Regions from separate parts of the Anser cygnoides genome. Here region 2 is linked to region 1. Evidence: chromatin contacts called from public Hi-C data. All regions are on one chromosome and are shown on one strand. Each heading gives the region's core, a stretch centred on a gene start, on an enhancer-like site or on the middle of the called end of the contact. The rest is flanking DNA. Distances are from core to core; before and after follow the strand shown. Region 1 holds the start of SAMD13 (sterile alpha motif domain containing 13). Region 2 overlaps TTLL7 (tubulin tyrosine ligase like 7).

Region 1 (5,743 bases), core at 1,646-4,145:
TCCTAACTGCTGATGGGGGGGATATCGTGGCCCAGGCCTTCTGACTGGAGAAGGCTGAGTGTGGAGGTGGCTGCATGGGGGCTTGCTCTTGGGGCAGATCAGCCTCCGTGGCCTGGAAGGTCCCTTTCTAGCCCTGCATTGCTCAGAAGGAAATGATGCAAAGGGGATTTCTAGACTATTTTTAGACTGCTGTTATTAATAGGCTAGAAATAACTGTAAACTAGTTTGGGTGGTAAGTACCCAGTGTAAACCCCTGCCACTTCCACACCTATGACAGGAATCGCTTAGAAGCGACGCAGCTCTCCCCACATCCTGACTCCTTGGCAATGTCTCCGGTGCCAGAGGCTCTGCCAGAAGCCACATCGCAGGCTCTGGACAGCGAGTGCCAGTGGCAGGACCAGGCCCAACACGCCTGTCCACCCAGTGGCAGCGGGACTTCAGCTCCTAGCAGCCCCCATGGCCGCCAGCAGGCGGTAAGGTCGGGCCGGCCTGCTGCCCCTCCGGCACTAGGCCGCAGCCACCTCCCCACTGCCGCAGCGGGTGCCAGGCCCCCACTTCTGTGCCTGGGGCATCTCCGAGCCGTGTGGTCCTTACTGACAGAGAGAGATGTGTTGTACACGGGCACATTGCCCACTCTGCGTCGTGTAGGGCTAGTTTACGTAGGGGAGCGCTCCTGGCTTCCCTCTGCCTGAAAACACAAAAGTCCTTCACTGTTTTTAACTTTCCCAATGGACGCATTTAGCCACATTTTTACATAGGATGAATAAGGGTCTAAAGGGTTTTGTTTTGCTCTGGGCGAGCTGGAATTTTGTGTCCGTGGCGCTTTCCCATGCCAGCCATGTGATGTATTTGTCTGCATGTCCTACTGTCACTGCCAGGGACAACAAAAAAAAAAAAAGCTTTTCAGCAGAAAACTGGCATTTTCCAATACCCAGGAGACAGGATCAAGCAGTTTCCAATAATCCACACCTACTTGTGTGTATGAAATGGCAGAGACTGAGAGCCACACAGGACTGACCCCTTGGCGCCGATCAGCAAGCTCTGGTCTCACTTTGCTCTCACATGGCCTGGAAATAGCTTTTGCCAGAAGTTGGATGCAGGTAGTCAGACAAAACCCCTAATTCAGTTTCCTGCATGGTCTCCCTCCAGATATAATCTTGCTTTAATTAAATCACATTACTCCAATGAATGAAAATGCAAGCCACAGATCGTGTTCCACATTGAATTTTTTCCACAGCCTGTTTTCTTAAAATTCCTCTCTCTGCTGTTCAAGGTCTTTTAGATGGAACATGTACGCTGTGAGCCTCACGTCAAATACTCTAAGGATTAATTGAAGAACATGATGGAAGGAAAGGGAGAGTGTGAGTAAAAGGAATGGTTTATATTTGTATCCTCAAATGTCAGTTCGTTACCAAAGTTAGAAATCAGCTGATGTAGAAAACTCATTACGGCCTCATTTAGAATGCTTATTTCTCAAGAAACAAAAAAGAATTGCTGTGTGTGACTTGTCCAAGACAAATATGCCAGATTTTACCGTATGCACTGGGATGTGAAGTAGAGAGCGTTTTTTTTAGGGTGCAGTATGTTTAATACTTTATATAACTTGTTTATCTGCATTTATTTAAAGTCCAAAGCAGTGAAGACTCACACTGTTACTAGTTTTCAATGCACCTATCAATATTCATCACTTTATTTGCATAGTTTTTGTGTATTTTGATTATTCATTTGGCAGCATATAAGTTAAGGCAAAATGAAATGCTTGGGGGGGGGGTCATGTCTACAGCCCTTTGTGCTAAACTAGACTTTTCCTGTGATTTTTTGTGCTTGTAGCTGCGTCCTGTCAACAGTTTGGTGGCTCAGATCCCTATTCACAAGTGCAGCCAGGATGCGCTTGACTGCTTCTGGGGGTGAGACAGGCACTGCATGCCTGGGATAGGCCTGCATGCCTGTTTGGCCAGCCAGCAGGCTGTCTGTCAGTGCAACGGTGGCATTTGTGTCACGGAGCCCAGACCCACTCTGCAGGGAGCAGGCTGAAGTCACCTGTCTGTTCTGCACGAACCCCCAGGTACTTTGTCATGCCCCCCTTTCCTCCAAGCCAACAGCAAGGGTGTGACCGGGAGTGGTTTGATTTGAAATGAAATTCTGCAAGTGAAACATCCCACAAATCTGTACAGAATCAGACTGTTAAGGGTGGTCACTGATAAATGGTCTCTGCATCTGAGCTGTGGCTGGGGCACTGCTCTGCGATGCTATTGTGAGGGCAAGGCAGGGTACGTCGCTTGGTATTGCTCGCTGGATTTCCCGAGCACTGCTAGCGTGTCATCTGTGCCACACTTGTATACCATTAGAAGGTGCATACCTGGATCAAGGGAAACTTGGGAGAAGAAATAAAAAATGAGTGTATTACAGGGAAAAAGGAGCAATTGCTGGAGAAAATTGCCAAATTTTTTTTAATCTCTGTGTGAAGTTTTATGCCTGGTAGTCCAGCCTTCGCCATTTGTAGGCACTTGGAGTTGCACCTCGCTGTACGACGGCTCCCCTGGGAATCCGTGAGTCTCCCCACGAAGTGCGGTGCTTACAGGGAAGAGCCGCGGCCCTTCTTCGGGCATCCCTGTCTGCACCTCCTCTCTGCCCGGGGTCCCCGCCGTGCCACGGCTGCGGTGGCCGGGCCGTGCTGTCCTTTGTCACCTCTCTTTTCCCCCACCCCGACCCCGCGACGCTCCGCTTCCCGAGGAAGCCCAGCACCCTCCGTTCCCCCCGCAGGCCGCCGAACTCCTTCCTGACAGCAATTTGAAGCCCTTCTTCTGCCCGCGGGTAGGCGCGGCGCCTTTAACGCGGCCGCCATGTCGCGGGCGGCGGCCGCTGCGGGCCGCGTGTGGCGGCGGCGTGAGGCGGGCCGGGAGCCAGGCGGGGCCGCCGCCCGGTGTCACCCGGAGCCGCCTCCCAGCGCCCCGCTGCCGGCGGGGGGGCGGCCGGGGGCGGCGGGGGGGGTGGGGGGTGCTCCGCCGGGCCGGAGCAGCGCGTAGCGATGCTTTGGTTTAGTGGCTCCTAGGTAGGTGTCTCCGTGTTCGCTTCCCCCGGCCGGGATCCCCGACGACGCCGGCGGGAGGGCTCGGAAGATGCTCCCAAAATGGTGCGCGGAGCCCTCCCCGCCGGCAGCGGGGCAGCGCCGGGAGCCCCCCGCGGGCCGGGAGCGGGCGGGGAGCCCCGGCCGGGCGGGGGCAGCCGTGGGCGGCGGGGCCGCGGCTGTCAGCCCGCGGTCACCTCGGGTGAACCGGGCGAGTTCCTCGGGCAGCGGCACGGGAGAGCCCCGCCATCAGTTCGTCACTGCCCTCTCGGTGCTTTTTGCGCCGGTGCCTGTGTAATAAAGGGTCCTTTCTTTTCTTTTTTTTTGTTGAGCGGTGTTGATTGCTATCGGCTGTGTTTGCAAAGTTGTGGCTGAAGAGCATGGTTTCCCTGTTGGGTACTTCCCCGAGCGCTGTGACATTTCGCCGGCGTCCATTAGCGCGACAGCAGGAGCGTCCTGAGCCCTTGGTTAGTTCTTTGGTGCTCTCTGAAATAGAAATGTCTTCTCTGAGAACAGAAAGGAAAGGCTGGGGTCGTTTCTGCCTGTTCCTTGGAGCGGTGGAAAACGCTGTGCAGTGAAAGCACTCCGGCACGACACGAGGAGGGAAACAAACGGGATTGTCTCCTGTGTCCTTTGTACGGTCCTTTCCTTTTCAGAGTTCAGCGTACCCACAGAAGAAGCTGTGCTAGTGCAGGAAGGATGGTCTTACGGATAAGGTACGGAATTAGGCCTCAGGAGTTTTGGACTCGATCAGTAACTCGGCTTTCCAGCTTTATGTGTGACTTGGGTAGAAATCACGATGCTCATCTGTGCCTCAGGTTGCCCGTTTGTAAAACAAAGACATGGATTTCAAACCTCACTAGGGATAGGACTGTACACCAATTCGGGATGCTCGGTATAGCAGGGCGACTGAAGGCATCGTAAGCACATATGGGCTCTAGCTGTATACGTATTGCAGGTCAATCTCGCTGTGTATAGTTTACATCAAAATTTTATCAGCTTAAAAAAAATCAAATGTGGTATTACCTTCCTTAATTTTCAGGCATGAAACATTTGTTGTGTTAAAACCACAGGTAAACTTTTCCTAGCTCATTAGCTATTACCAGCTTTGCCAGGCTTCTGACGAAAGCAGTCTTTGACAGTGCTTTTGCTCTCAGGTGGAAACAGTTGTGTCTCTATACTGCTTGTTTCTGTTAACGTTATGTTGCGCTTTTCATAACCACCAATAATTAAACATGGCTTTTCCCCTCCTGTTGATAGTTGCTGAAGAAATCTCCTCCCCATGCTAACTGTTGACATGGAAAACAAGGAAAATGGCTCTCTGGATGTCAAAAAGTAAGTGATTCCATAGTGTTCAGTTTATGTAAACAGCACATCAGTTTTCATTGTAGTTTTTCATTGACTTAATGTGGTTGGCAAGGGTGGGGAGTCTCCATCTTTGTTTGTTTCAAACCTTCTGTATTCTCAATTACTTTTATTTCTGCTTTGAAATTGAAGAGTCTCAGGCATTGATGTAATTAAAAGTGGTATGTGGGAGGACTGTATAGCACTGGAGAGATGCAGAAACTAGTAAGTTGGGAGTATCCGTTTTTGCATTGATTTCTCATTTCAACCAGAGATCAGAGCAAGTGATAGCACTGTAACCAATACTCTACCCTTGCTCATCTGTCAGTTTTTATGGGGGAAGCTCTTTTCACCATCCAGTGTGACTGAAACGGTGAAACTCCTGAGGAAGGACTTGCAAAAGTCAAAGCAGGAAATGATGCCCGAGGGAGTCTCTGTACTTCCAGCTAGTGGCTTTTACGGAACCAATGCCTGATGGGGAGAAGCGTTCCATGTGGAAGATGTCCCCTCTATTTCTCTTTGAAAGAGGTGTGCACATTTCTCTGCTGACTACCCAGCCTCCCTGAGCTGAGAAGTAGTAGCAACAGCATGTGTCTTTGGTTTCAGTTCTGAAAACAGATATTTTAAACTGTTTGCTGAAGAAGCCCTAAACTGCTAGGTTACTACTACAGACCTAGGGTGGAAATAAGACGAAGACATGGTGTGCATTGCTCTACAATTTTCTTCAGTGTGGTGGACTGCAAACTAAGGGATAGAAACTGTTTTAGGGCATTTCCATATTCCTGAAGGTCAACAGTTTTTCAGTTAGGATTATTAGTCCTAATCTAATTTATGACCTGAAAAGTGCATTTCTGTGTGGAAAAATCAGCTGGGCTGTGTTAGGCTTACAGATGCTGTGGTGATCTATAACACAAAGAAAGGAACTAGAGAGAGTTCATCATCTGTCCTCTCAGACTGCAACACTTTACGAAGCTGCACCTCGTTCTTCTTCATATCTCTTTGCTAGGAGCCTTCCACAAAAACATGATAATCAGGCTTAGGTTCCCTGGCACTAAATGATATAAGCAATAGTAATAATAATGGTCAATTCAGAATGCTGTTGAAACACCTGATTATGACACAGCATCAAAAGATCTGCTGGTGGCCATTAATATTGGTATCCTTCCTCTTCGTTTGAGACATTGGCTACACCCCACCAATATAAAATGCACTCCCCTATTTAGGGACTGTGTGTAGGTTATACTGTATGTGTCCCTCAGAAGCCACCTCCAGTTACCTGTTTTTCTTCTACAACCAGGACTCCGTGGCAGGCGGGAGAGCGACAGCAGTCAA
Region 2 (5,669 bases), core at 3,013-5,512, 140 kb before region 1:
TAGACGAGTAGTCTCACCAATTGTTCTTTGTAATGGTAACCAGTTAGATTCTAAATACTACTAGGCTCTTGGGCCAAGGGGCAACTGAGCTTTTACAACTTTTCTTTTGTATGTACTTATTCATCACTTAATTTGAATGCTGACCTTGCTGAAGGCCACGGGAGGACTGCATTAATGGCACTCTGCGCTCACCTAAATGATGGTTAATGCCCACACACCACTGCTTTATTAACACAGCCTCATTGACTGCCATGGAAGTGCTTTGTGATACGGCTTAGATACAGTTTTTACTGAAGAATACAAGCAAAATCACACACATTTGTATATCACTTGCAAAGTGTAGCACAGTCATTCTGACAGCTGAGTCTGATTGCTTTCAGCCAAATCCAAAAAGAAATTTGAAGCGATATTATGTATATTTTTATGGACACAAATAAGTAGATAACTAGAAATATGTCAGATACTTTGTCCACTGGAAAATGTACTTGACATACTTGGTAATCCTGGGTTCCGCACCAAGTTCCACCACTGACCGTGCAGCTGTTTCCCTTTCTTTGTGTCCTCTACTTAAACTAATATTTACCAGCTATATTTATGAGCAATAGCTGATACAATAAGGCTTTTCAAGCTAAGTATAATTTAATAATTTCCATTTTTCTTAAATTGTTTTATTTTTTTACTTGTTGTCTTCCCAAAATTCTACTCTGGGTCTCCGGTTGCTATTTTTCCCATATGATTCACACTTCTTTTCAATTTTGAAAATATCTCATCACTTTGAAGAATCAAGTTAAACAAAGGTTTATAGCTACAGCTTAATCTATGTTTAGTTTTTACAATACTTGTCAATTTCTTTGCAGATTAAGTGAGATTTCTCCTTTAAAATGACTAAATTGAAAAAAAAAAATGCATCTTTTTCTCAGTACATTAGCTCACTGGCTTCATTTTAGCAAGGCACTTGAGCACAAGGTCAGCTAGGAGCCAGCCCTATGTTCCTCCTAATCTGCTGCCTTCTTTTAGTCAAAATTTTTGCAGTTTTCCTATCCTGTGAAGCCAGCATAGCAAAGAACTTATTTCTGCTCTCTCTACCATACCTGCCAAACAACTGCTGCCCAAGTTCTGGCTCAGCAGTACCTTTCTGAACCCACTAAATGCATGAGAGAACATCACCTGACTCCAGAGTTCATGCTGTGCAAGTACGGAGAGGACACAAACTGTGCGGCCCAGGCTTCCCCAGGGGCAGGGGTATGTCAGAGAGCCTCAACAGCCCTTACTGCTACGGCAGTTCAAAATCACTGTAATGTGCTCATTTGCGCCTCTCACAGCACACTCAGAGAAGTGGAATCCCCTTGAGTGGCTGTTCTGCAGAGCTGTATCACAGAGAACTAGTTTCAGGGCAATCAGGTATTAAACTGGTAAGATAATAACAGACTCACTGAACACAGTAAAAAAGTAAAAATTCTGCTTGATGTTACAAGCTTAAAGAACAGTGACTAACCTCGCAGCAAAACTCAAGTTCATTTTCCATGCAAATACCTGCAAGGGAATCACAGATGCATACCAAATTTGGGTGCCTGCAACGCCAGTTCAGAGGAGAATGCCTTTTCAGAGGAGAATCTTAAGTTCTCTGTATGAAGAAAAGTTTGAGCTTTTTCCCCTTCATAAGTACCCTGCAGCACATTTACTTTGCATAGTCATCTACATTTATCATTTCATCTGCATTTATCAGAGCATCAACAAGGGATGTATTTCCTATTTCAAGATAGTAACAGAAATCCCAAAAGATCATGCACAAAGTGTCTACAGCTATTTCTCTCTCTTGCATCTTTTTCTTCATTCAAGCAGCCTTTCCAGATCATGCCCTGTTCTCTATTCCTGAGTTTCTCCAGCCATTGCACTGGGCATCTCTGAGGAGAATTTGACTTTGTCTTTCCTTCAAGCCCATTTTAGGGCTGCAGGTGGATCCCACAAAGCCTTCCCTTTCCAGGTTACGAAAACCCAGTTTCCCCCTGCCTCTCCTCATACGGCATGTGCACCAGTCCTCTAAGCACCTTAGCAGCTTTCTGCTGAACTCACTCCAGTTTATCAGTGTTTCTCCATTACTCTGGGGCATAAAGCTGGACAGAGCATTCCGGATGGGGCCTCAACAGGTGCCAGATGGATCAGTCTACATCACTTAGTGTACATTGCTGGCCCGCGTTCAACTCTGAATAGCACTCACACTTTGAGAGATACGGTATGACTGAACCTGTTTTTTATTTTGCTGAAAGTTGGTCATTTTCCACAAACTATGTTGCTGATTGACATGCAAAACTTAATCTCAAAAAAAAAGATTACATTTATGCAGGAAGTTTATGAACTATGGTAGCCCAGAAACAATTCAAGTGCCAATGAAATGCAACGAGACGTATTTCCACATGGCTTTACTCATGGCTCAGTACAAGCAATGCAAATACCATTACTCTATATACTCAGCTTTTTGATATCTGCATGTTATTTTATATAACTTTTATAATAAGAACAAAAAAAAAACTGTCTATACTGAACAAAGTGTCTTGCTCTATCACACGTGATCATTGGTGAGCAGTCTCAAGAAGCCTTGGGGAAAGACGCTATGTTAAGAAAATTGCTTTTACCTAATAAGAAAATGCTGTCCCTTATTTTCATGTGTCTACCCCATGTTTCCAGACAAGAAAAATGGTTGCTGACTAATCTGTAAGACATCAGTGCTCTAAAGTAATCTTCATAACGTACCAGTGGTACCGCCACAATAGGTATTCATAATGACTAGCTTCCAAAGCATTGTATATGTATGTCTTCTAAGAGATGATTATTTAGCATCCAATGACCCGAGAACCAAGGATGTACAAATGACCGGCTTGTGCTAAAAGACACTAGTAGTTTTATCAGGAAGCCACATCTTGATGACTTGACAAAACAGGATTGCATACAGGGCCCCAAAAGTACAAGCAGATGATGACAGCAAAGCCCTTGAAAACCTAGAGACACTGAGATATATGCCAATTGCCGTGGCCAAGTAGCGTTCACTACAGGAATGCAACCTTGTGAACTGGATAAAACTGGGCTTAGGGAAAACAAATAGAATACAGAACACAATCCAGAAAGTGTAAAACAAACCAGTAACAGTAAAACTTGGAGATAATTTGGAATTGCTGGCCAGTGAGTGAACAGCAAGTAAATAGACAGTGTCAGCAAAAGATTAAAACTAACGCTAAGACAAGCTAAGAGCAAAGAAGAAACCTTCACCATCAACGGTGTATTCTTCCTGCTGAAAAACACAGGTCACTGACTACTTGCCATAACAACCTACCCACCTTTTTATGTAGAACTAGACCTCTCTTGTTTCTTGCTGGCCTTTTGGATCTCCAGGGGTACAGGCAGGGTAAGCATAACACAAAAGAAAAGAGTAGACACCAGAAAACTTGCGTATGTGAACTTTAACTACTTCATTAATAGGAATTAGCAATAATTGGAAATTTTAACCTAATAGGTCCAATGACATTTTAACAGGATTGATAGAGTCATGAAAATATTTTGCTAGTAGTTTAATTACAGTAAATAAAAAACGTGGATTTGTATATAAGGTAAGTTTGTCTCAGCCACATAAATCACAAGGGAAGCTTGGTACCCTGCACTTGAGGCTTGGTTGCAATATGGATGCAAAAACAAAAAGCAGGCAGCTTGGTCTTAGTTTAGGAAAAGGGAGAAAATAAGTTATTAAAATCCAAGGATTTCAACTATATAACTTTGCAATTTACATAAAATAATCTAGTTTGGAAAATTTGGTCAAAAGCAGTAAAATTGAATTTTCTGGGAACAGAAGGGAGATCTAGGTAGCTGGTGCTCCTCAGATGGAGGCTGCTGGGACTGTACAGATGCTTGCCAGAGACATTTGGTGCCACAAGATGGCAATCATGCATTTCCCTCAGCTCTCACTTCGGTAGAAGGTTCTGGAAGTTCAGTAGCATCAAGGAGGAGAGCTACGTTGTATAATGTGGAATATAAATAAAAGTCATCTCAGGAAAGCAGAGTTATTATAATGTTGGACAATTTATTTCTTATAATAGTTTATTAAGCTATCTTTATAACAGAAAAGCTACATGAGCTATGGAAATAAGAAACTAGATTTACCATCCTAATCCTGTTTTGGCAATTTTCCCATAACACTGGGAACATTCAGGGCCTTGTGATTAGTACTTGTTACCACTGTTAGAAAGAATGATTCACTCCCTGGAGGGGGTTTTGGCAAGAGGGAAACGGTGGAAAGAGATAAGAGTGGAAAGCTGGAGAAGAAGCCAGAACTGTTTTAGGAAGAAATATACGCATATATACTATTATTATATACAGCGTGTGCATACACACACTAGATGCACATTATTATATCTAGTACACATATATGCACTGTAAGGTTGTTCTATACTACGCTGTATATGGTATATACATTTATACACACACACACACTACATGTTTATACTGAGAGGGCTGCGAAAAGCATGAACAAGCACAGTGAAAATCTGTGGATGAGTGCAGAAACCAATTTAATAAGTTTTAAAGTTTGAAATTTCTGTTAGTTTAAGCTCAACTTCTGGCAAAATACGTTAAAGGATACCTGTATCATCAAAAGCAGAAGAAATAAACTTCTATACTAAAAAATAATAACCAAGTACACAACTCCTCAAGTCCTGAAGTATTCTCCAGCAACCCCAAATACGAAAGCAGCATTTATTACTTTGCCAGATCCCTCCTTCACAAACAAGGAATCTAGAAATAGAGACCCTCCTCTGAGACTACCTTATCATAAATGATAAACTTCAGTCTGTATTTAAACAACCTATATGCAAGCTATGGACAACCTATGGATGATAACCTGGAAGCGTAGAGCTAAATTAAAGGGATTAATAGAGTTTACTTCACAAAAAGAGAAGATATAGATGTAAGTGCAGATGAAGTTCATGTCACAAATTGTTTTTGGCTAGGACATCAAAGCTAGCATGGAGGACAGTGAAGGAATTTATATTTTTCTAATTAAAATTATACCGAACCCCTGAGAGAAATAAGAACAACAAAACAACTGTTGACAGTATTAAAGATCTGAGAACATGGCTGTAATTCAGTAAGTTAATTGCGTACATTTTGCTCATCAGTAGCCAATCATATTCATGATTTATTGTCAATAGACACATTTTTAATACAGTTTGCTTTTTTCCTCCAGCTGTACAGCATCCCAGCCAGTTAACATAATGAAATAAGACAATCTGGAAAAGGTACGTAAATTCCATATGTGTATATATTAATACTAGAGTAATTACAAGAACAAAGTAGACAATCCTCCAACATTGCTGGTTAAAAATGTGGGCAGGCTTAAGCTTCACTATACTATTAACATATCAGAAGAGAAACATTTCTTCCAGCCCATTCATGCCAATTGCTTCACCTATATACTATATTATTTTTCTCTGTGTATGTGGGTGCTTTCAAAAGCCATAGGAAAAGAAAAGAACCCATATTCAAAAACAAAAACAAAAAAATGATTAGGATCACACATTCACTCAAGCTGCCAGAGCTATATACTGAACCATATTCATGAGGGAAGCCCATGTCTTACCCCTTACCCAGTTTCCATTAAAAGATCCTTCAGATACAATGTACCC

The links. Hi-C and Micro-C count contacts between places; a contact is called where the count stands out from the background.
Region 2: a Hi-C map of granulosa cells shows a contact between it and region 1, with 2.0 times the contacts expected there. The contact joins the enhancer-like site here to the promoter of SAMD13 in region 1. A contact is called at or near these places in 2 of 7 Hi-C or Micro-C datasets (granulosa cells and liver).

Annotation. Positions count from the first base shown.
Region 1 is chr8:18,952,195-18,957,937 of Taihu_goose_T2T_genome, reverse strand. SAMD13 (sterile alpha motif domain containing 13) reads left to right here and starts at 2,895. Exons shown (of 5, transcript XM_067001741.1): 1 at 2,895-3,052; 2 at 3,400-3,783; 3 at 4,328-4,402. The coding sequence starts at 4,350.
Region 2 is chr8:19,091,119-19,096,787 of Taihu_goose_T2T_genome, reverse strand. The region is part of intron 11 of TTLL7 (tubulin tyrosine ligase like 7); the gene reads right to left. Among named protein-coding and RNA genes, the nearest start is that of TTLL7, 34 kb to the right of the region's middle. Within about 2 kb of position 4,262, at least 1 of the 3 cell types and tissues checked has open chromatin away from gene starts, as enhancers often do.